Regions from separate parts of the Hordeum vulgare genome. Here all the other regions are linked to region 1. The links are chromatin contacts, called in public Hi-C maps. All regions are on one chromosome and are shown on one strand. Each heading gives the region's core, a stretch centred on a gene start, on an enhancer-like site or on the middle of the called end of the contact. The rest is flanking DNA. Distances are from core to core; before and after follow the strand shown.

Region 1 (2,756 bases), core at 20-2,519:
ACAGAAACTGAATCCAGTAGACTAGAAGATCACAGCAAGTTGAATGACTTGTTGTGAAAGCATGTTCATCAGTCCATGTGAGGCTTGTCGAATCCAAAGGTATTGCCATGACTTAATCTGTCACTGTTCTTATCTGCAAACACCCACCACAAACACTAACACCAATGTTGTAACTGAGACAGTGAGTTCTAATGAAATTGCTCACATAACTCCTAAAAACTAAAATAACTAATAATGTTGACGTGTTGTACACCCCTGCGCTGCTCCAGCCTACTGCTTTTCCCCAACCTCACCTCCATTACCACCCACCCACCCCTCTCCTTCCCAGAGCTGGAGACAAGAATCGTCCTCATCTTGCATCCATTGCCCCCAACCCCCCTCTGTAAGCTGTGCCAGAGCCGTACAGATCTTCGAAGTGTGATTATTAAGAATAAGTAACGATTTTGGAGCATTAAAATGTATGAACCAAGTGTGTTATGGGGTTGGCAGTAACCACAACTAACAGTATGAATTCAGGCTGGCAGTAACCCACAACTCACAGTATGAATTCAGGTTGGCAGTAAGCACCGACAACCAACATCGTAGCTCTTATGAACATGAAGAATACTACTGTCCAATAGAGATACACTGGAACTAGAGGTCAAACAGCGCACCTTTTGTTACAGCACTGGGATCCTCGTAGAAGCCGGCGATGATGGCGACGTGCCCTGGCCTGGACTCGGTGGGCGGCCGCGCGTGGCTGACGCCCCACCGGCCCTTCTCCTCAATCACCCCACGCAGGAATGGTGCCCTGTACCTTCCCCGCTCGTCCGGCTCGAAGAACTTGTCCGCCCTGAGCCCGTCCGCTGCAGCCACCATAATTTTCAAAACCCTCACCGCATCGCACCCACAAAAAACACGGACGAAAACCCCCAAATAGACTGAAAGCCTGGGCGGCAGGATCAGAAGAGGAGGAGGAGAGGGCGGGGCGACGAACCAACAAGGAGGACGAGGCGCTTGGCGGGGGGCGCGGAGAGGCGGGGCGGCACGGGGGCCATGCCGTGGACGATGGGGGACTTGAAGTAGATATCGAATATGCTCAGCATGTAGACGGCGTGGAGCGCGATGCCGAGGACGACCAGCCACCGCTCGCGCCGCCGCGTGGAGGCGGACGACGAGTGCGCCTGCGGGCGGGGGCGGCCGGCCATTGCACGGCGGGCACCGGCTGAGCCGTCGAAGGGAGCTGGTCAGGTGGATCTGGGACTGAGAAGGGACGGGAAGCGGGAAGGCGTTGGACTGACACGACTGTCGACTGGTGCGCACCAGTGTGCTGATGTCAGCTTAACGCAACATTGGAGTGAATTGCAAAAAGATAAAAGGACTTCGCTGGGAGCGGCGCCGCGTATTAGTCGGCGGCTCTCTTCCATCTATTTCTTGTATGCGTGCAAAATTACACAAGTATAATATTATTAAATATTCTTTTGTTTAAAAAGATTTATCTCTTAAACTGTTATCTTAATTAATGATTTGTTTTTATCAGTGACTTTGTCGCAATGAGATCTTCAAAACTAGATCACATGTCGACATGTTTAGATAACTTTTGTTTTCGTCGGTATTTGTCAGATTACTATCACTTGTCACATTATTTGTCATATAGTTCTCATATTAAATCAACTTGGTTATCGGATTTATGAATGTCAATATACCCCACTAAAAAACTTGATTCATTGTACTTGTGCTAATTCATGCATTTACTTGCTTATTGTTAGTGCCTTAATACCTACTTTTTAGCTTCACATAACATGTAATGCTTAAAAAAAATACCGTCGCGGTAACTACATGTAATTTTTGTAACAACTCTACACTCGTAAGATGACAACTATGATGACATAAATGTGGTAACTAGGAACAATGAAAAAAAAATCAACGCAACATGTCAACATGGGATCTTATTTTTGAGGCCTCGCCGAGATGAACCTAACGGTGAAGGCGAATCTCCAATCAAATTATTAATCTGTGAGATAAATCGTTTTTAAAATTTGAAAAAAACATTTAATGCAATGATGTAAGCATGAAATAGAATATTCTTGCATGGACATAGGGTTGTACGAGCCCGCCGCATGAGAAAGCTATGCTGCGGCGCTTCTTCTTAGATTTTCCCAAGATAAAAACACTAGTCCCCAATTGCCATCACATTTCTTACTCGGCCCAAAAATCCACAATTTTCTTTACTAAAGAACTTATAAACACTCATGAACGATTAACCATATTTTTTGACTTCCAGGGTCCACTCCATAGTGTCACATGAGCACAGGGAGACGAAGGGGGTTGGCGACCGTCTCTCCCGCTCACTCGATTCCTCTTTTCCGCTTGTTCTCTTCTCTTTGGCCTGCGATGGCGGCGGCGAGTTCAGTTGGCGACGTAGAGACCAATGGTGAGGGTATGAGTTCTCAAAGATGGGCAACTGATCTGGTAGCAAGAGCTTCACGGCGTAGCCAAAGTCGACGACGGAGTGGTCGATGTAGCATCAGGCAGCAACGACCCTGGCCCTCTCGATTGTGACCACTCCGAACAGCGGCCATTAATGGGATTCAACACTCGATAGTGTGGAGTAATTCATCGTCATCGCCTTCCCCTCTATCATTTGCTATTGTAGTTAGGGTTTGTCAAAAAATTGGGATTTAGAGTTAGGGTTTTGGTGACTTGCAATCGAGGATGTGTGGTGTGGAATTAGGGATTTAGGGTTACCATTCTTGTGGATTGCATTGTTAGAATTG
Region 2 (2,958 bases), core at 302-2,801, 640 kb before region 1:
ATAGAAGTTTACCTACATTCATGATCTGCGGCCTATCTCGGCCGAGCCATCACCGAGCCGCCGATTCAGAGAGAGCAGAGTCGTGTGTCCCCTGGAAATTGTGGCAGAGAAGTATAAATTAATATGAGCATGGCTTATTCCTGCCAGCCAAAAGGGCAAAACTGCACTTGGTGTAAACTAGATGTTCAAACAGCCCAGGCACCACATTATTTGCATGAACCAGTAGTAGTAGTACAATACAAACCGCAAACAAACCGAAGAAGCGTGCACCATAAGCATCCAAAAGTCAAAACTTAGACCCAAATCTGGCCGCACCCACCAAACGCCAGAGATGATCTTGATATGCTACTGGCCTAAACACGGTACCACAACCGTACAATCTGGTACAATAACCTACTACTACTAAGACCTAAAAGAATTGAAATATTTTATTTAGGCGATAAAAGAATCGAACTTGTTCTCAGTTCTCACATGAGAAAGGAGTATGTGGGGCCGTATGCATGAAACCGGAGGTAATCCTCCTTTTGAAAAAAGGGAAACATGAGAAGCATGAGAATTGAGAAGCAGAGAGGAGATGTACGCATAGTACCAAATCAACGGGAAGCTGCTGGCCCGAACGGCAAGAACACTCGCTCAGAAGAGAAGAGCAAGAAGAACCGGCGTCCGGCAAGAAGACGATACGCACAGAATCTACTCCGGATGGCGTACCGGGGATTGGAGTTGGAGAGCCATGCGCCGATTCCGCCGTGACGGTTTAAAAAGTTGAAGAACAGGGAAAAGCTGTACTACGTTTAATGGACTTAACTGCATGCAGCAGAAGTTGTTGTGGTAAGCGAGCAGTAACTACGGTACAGCAGGCAAGTAGGCAGGGAACAAGAACTCAAGTAGTAACTACGGTACAGCAGGCAAGTAGGCAGGGAACAAGAACTCACCCGCAAATACTAGAAAACCACAAGAAGAAGAAGACTAGTAGTTTGCCTAATTTCTCATGTGTTTGCCATCCTGTAGCAAAGTTGCGCTTCCTGGTTCTTCTCAGTCCCAAAATTCATCTAAATCAACAAAAACCAACAACTCCCACATAGAAGAAACCAGGCGAAACAATCACGCGAACTAAGAAGGGAGAAGAAACGAGGGAAGGGGGACTCACCTTCGATTCTGATGGGTTTTAACTCCGGAAATCTGCTGGGTGTTCCCCTTTTTCAAGAGCCAACGGATAGCCTCGCGAGAGACGACCAGGCTCCGAGAACACGGCGAGGATGGGGAGGCCAACGAAGAAGAGATTTTGCTGTTGTTGTTGTTATTGAGGTTAACACAAGAGAATTTCGGAATTGCTTGAAAAGAAAAATCCAGACGCAAGGATGAAAGAGGTGTGACGAGTCCGCAGAGCTGCGCATTAAATTCTGATGCTCTCTCTCTCTCTCTCTACATATCCGGCGAGAAATGAATGTTCAGAAAACAGGTCACTGAGTTGATTAAAGGACAGGTGTTTTTTTAATTTGCGAAATGATTGAAGGACAGGCTGATGAGGAAAATCTGAAAGTGGTCTAAAATTATGATTTAGTAATGTTACAGTAAAATCTTTAAAAAGACTTATATTTATAAATGAAGGGAGTAAAATCTCTAAAAAGACTTATATTTATAAACGAAGGGAGTACTCCCTCCGTACCTAAATATAAGTCTTACATACGAAGCAAAATGAATGAATCTATATTCTAAAATATGTATATATACATCCGTATGTAGTCCGTTAGTTGAACCTCTAAAAAGACTTATATTTAGAAATGAAGGGAGTATATGATAGTGGAGGAGCGGGTATGGTGCTAGTACGTGACAAGGCAGGCCAAACCATCTTGAGCTTAGCGCTGGCTTTGGCATGGAGCTCGCTGCCCTTCATTCTCGAAACGGGTTGTATGGAAGCTACGGCTATGATCAGCTACCCTTCATTCTCGAAATGGATTGTATGGAAGCTGCTGTGACGATCCACCAGGTTAATTAATGAGAAACTCCTTTTCTGCCGAGAAAAAAGATACCATTTTGTTTTGAGCTAATAAAAATTCACCTTTGTCGAGGAAAAAAAAGGTACTTTCTTCTATCCAAAATGAGTAGTGGTTTCAAACTAGGTTAGTTGAGTATAGCATAGAAATGTCACCGACCAAACATTAGAAAGGAAAGGATATTTCTCTAAACATCACACAGACGTGCCTGCAAAAAAAAAAATGTACAGCACCATAAGTCTGGAGTGTCAACTTCCCATTAATTTAGCTACCCTAGGTCCAGCAACTGAGGGGGAAAAAACGTTGTAATTCCAAGCAACCAAGGGCGGAAACTGATGCAAACCAACCTAACAATACTGCCGAGAAGAAAGAAAGAAACCAATCAACCTAACATTCTGCAAATATCCTAGGATGTTCGGCCTGTGCACCGGCAGGTTTTCCTGCAAATCAGTGGTGCAAGACCGCATGGGAACATGGGCTACAGCTGCTGCTCCTTTACCAGTAGATCCTACAATATGTTCGGCACATGCGAGGAGAGTTTTTCCTGCAATTCCCTGATCTGAGAGCAGAGTTCCACCTTCTGCTCCTTGTAGCTGCCAAGCACGAAATCTTTCCCTCCGATAACTTCCTTCAGCTCACCCACCTCCCTCTTGAGCATCTCCATCCTCTCCAACTCTTCTCTCTTCTTCCCAATACCAATAAAATGCAGCTCGTGGTCATCGACGCTGCTATTGGCGTAGCCATTAGCATGGCCATTGGTGGCATCTGACTGCCAGTGTCCAACATGCAATGGTTTACCGTGAGAGAGTGCTTCGCCAATACAATGGTCCGTGATGATCTTCCTCAGATACTGGATCTCCCGCTCGGATTCAAATATATCTCGGTTAGCAGACTCCAGCTGAGACTGCAAATTGGACGACTGTGTCTCCTGGATGGCAAGAGAGTTCTTAAGGCCAGCAATCTG
Region 3 (2,962 bases), core at 111-2,610, 850 kb after region 1:
GACCGCCAAGCCGCGATTGGCCGCGGTTGCTCTTCTTATCAATTAGTACCACCTTGCCTTTTTGCAAACACAACCATGAATTTATATACATGTTCAAGTTACCCGTCATCAATCACCTTAATAAGTCGGCTTGGAAATTGATGATCGAAAGATAACGAGTGGGTGCCCAGAAAGGAAGTATTGAAGCAAGGAAGGATCTTCGAAATAAGAAAAAAAAGAAAAAAAATGGTGATCGAAGGATAACGAGTGAGTGTCCAGAAAGGTAGGATTGAAGCAAGGAAGGATCTTCGAAAGAAGAAGAAAATAAAACATGAAGGATAAATATGGTGGGCAATTAAACAAGGAGGAATCAGTACTACATGTGGGATAATTAAGAGACGAGATTCCCTAATGAATGCTTAAGAAATATGGTGGGCAATTAAAAGGGGAAATGAAGAAATATTCCTTCCTAAGACATGCTTGCATTGAAAAAAAAATTGTAGCTAGTTGATTAAATTTTTATGTGTGCAATGACCATATTACGTGCTCTACGTCTATCCCTTCTAAGAAGACAACATACACGACGAAACATCACATTTCAACTGAAGGCTGCATTTATGAAAGTGAAGAAGCTCGCTACCTAGGTACATGATGATCCACTAGAGACGGGGAAGGAGATGTTCATAACAAACTCGGACGAGTAAACGGGACGGACGAAAATAAGTTGAAGCATGAGCCATGTGGCAATGTCTCTCATTGCAACGCACGGCATTTGTGCTAGTATTGATTAAAAAATTATATTTTTCTTAATGGCCCTGTATTTAAAACCAGTAATAGAAGCTTCTGCGAATCATGTTTCTTCGTTCCCCCTCAACAACAACAAGAAAAAAAAATCATGTTTCTTCGTTAAGGAAGTAGAATGAAAAATGAGTACCAACAACACAAGATCCTTCACTGGTTGGATGGTCCTTAGACCTCGAGTTCCCAAACCTGAGAAACTCGTGAAACGTCAAATCTCATAGGCGTTGTACACAATTAGGATCAAAACAATGACTTGCCTGCCTTTAACCTGACTCGTACGTACTACTAGTAATCATCCCCCGCAAAAAAAAAAAAAAAAAAAAAAAAAAAAAAAAAAAACTTGACTAGTAATCAGATGCAGATGCTGAAGACATCGCCATCAAATTTCCGCCTCAAATTACCTACCCAACGTGCTGTCACACTTGCACAAAAGCAAACACTCCTGGGAAGGAAGAAGAATCCACCATAGCGGGGGCCCTCGCGAAGCGTACCCCAACGAAATGTGCACCATACAAACAATGAGAGGGAGATCGGCCAATCAGGCAGTCATTTAAGCCAGCTCGGCTGCGCCGCGGGCCGAGCGGAGCCAGGTACTAGGTGCGTGCGTGCGTGGAAAAGAAAGCGCCGTGTGGGAGGCCAACCGGCACCGTCATGTGACGTAGCGGTAGCGCACCCACGAGGATACAACCAGACTCCATCGGCCTGATACCATATACACGCGCCCTCCCTCCTTGTCTAACAGAATCTCTCTCCCTCCAACCCCCCTCTCTCTCTCTCTCCAACAAAACAGAATCTCTCTCTCTCTCTTTCTCTCTCTCTGCGCAAAGACAGCAGGGTCTCCTCCTCCATCTCCTCCATTGAGATAGATCCTAGGTGATTCCCCGCCCTTCTCCCTGAGCAGCCTCTTCTTACCTCCTCCAGGATTTGGTGCTCTGCTCCGTCTTGCTTTCCTTTCCGTTCCTTGTTTGTTTGCTTGCGTGTTTCTTGTCCGACTGTCCATACATATTCCCTTGGCGAATGGATTCTTGATTCAGAGAGTCCCGCCCCCTTCATCGATTGTTTTGAGGTTTCTGCACTGGATGTTGTGATTATGGGAATTCAGCCGTATAAGCTTACTTAGATCTCATTTCCCCTCTTCTTTAATCGGTGGGATTTCGTTTACAATTGGGTTTATCCACATCCACGGTTATATATGATGAGTATGTGGTAGGAGCAAACAGCTCTATATTTTTCTCTCCCTTTTGTTCAGGTGGTACACAGCTAAGGTACGGTTTGCTATTCGATCTTGCTAGCAGATATGGCAAGCCACAGTGTTTTGTTTCCTTCCATTTTAGAGTAGATCATAGTTTGTCCTGTGTTTTCATTTTAGAGTACATCATATATAATTTTTCCATTATAATTCCACTGGGTCGTTTCTTGTAAGTAGGGTAAAAATTGTCTTGCCCTGTGTCTCTTTCAAGTCGTCTCAGGACATGTCTCACATATGGTACCACCTAGTCCTGCTAGAGTACCAATTTCTTGGGTAGAGAACCGCCAATCTGTCTCGTCTCTCGTGTAAGCCAACGTGTGGTCAAGGTGACCTCGGCTAGATTTGGAGTTACAAAGGTAGCATCCCCTAACTCTGGTGCTCTTTCCCACGGCAACAAATCCTGGAACATCAGACCGTCTAGTAAACTGAATAAACACTTCGAATTATCCTGATAATTTCAAAAAAACTTCGAATTATCCTTGAAAATATGCGTGTGGTTATGAATGTTGACCATGCAAGATGGTTCTACTTGGAGGGGTAATATTTTAAAGCTGTAGCTATTAGGTACGACTTGGACTAACCTAACCAAATCCGCTAGTTATATAATACGGTGTGTTTCGCAGATTTATCGATCGGTATGAACTAGGGGATTTTATTGCGTGATTCTGTCATCTGCTCAATAGGGGTCGAGAGGATTCGCTGTCATAAAGGTTCAAATATTGCACAAATTGCTCGACTAAATTTAGCCTACCAGTATGTGGCTCCTATGCAAAGGAGGCTTTGACTTATTCTATTGTGTGCTTGACACGCCCTTTTATGTCATGATATTCTGACGATAGAGGATTCTTTTTGGTGAAAAGAGAGCTTTCATTAATCAAATATGCTATGGTACAATTGGCATCCTGTCTACCAAATAAGTTCATTTGTGCCAGT

The links. A called contact is a pair of places that touch in the nucleus more often than the background predicts.
Region 2: a contact with region 1 is called in a Hi-C map of leaf, with 2.5 times the contacts expected there. The contact joins the promoter of LOC123404552 here to the promoter of LOC123401528 in region 1. A contact is called at or near these places in 2 of 6 Hi-C or Micro-C datasets (leaf and seedling).
Region 3: a contact with region 1 is called in a Hi-C map of leaf, with 2.8 times the contacts expected there. The contact joins the promoter of LOC123403510 here to the promoter of LOC123401528 in region 1. A contact is called at or near these places in 2 of 6 Hi-C or Micro-C datasets (both in leaf).

The regions. Positions count from the first base shown.
Region 1 is chr6H:313,925,646-313,928,401 of MorexV3_pseudomolecules_assembly, forward strand. It overlaps LOC123401528 (GPI ethanolamine phosphate transferase 1), which reads right to left and starts at 1,270. Exons shown (of 18, transcript XM_045095356.1): 1 at 977-1,270; 2 at 654-845. The coding sequence starts at 1,187.
Region 2 is chr6H:313,287,060-313,290,017 of MorexV3_pseudomolecules_assembly, forward strand. LOC123404552 reads right to left here and starts at 1,552. Exons shown (of 5, transcript XM_045098480.1): 1 at 1,148-1,552; 2 at 13-91. The coding sequence starts at 22. LOC123404554 reads right to left here. Exons shown (of 5, transcript XM_045098491.1): 5 at 2,160-2,958. The coding sequence ends at 2,503.
Region 3 is chr6H:314,777,669-314,780,630 of MorexV3_pseudomolecules_assembly, forward strand. LOC123403510 reads left to right here and starts at 1,361. Exons shown (of 2, transcript XM_045097441.1): 1 at 1,361-1,653.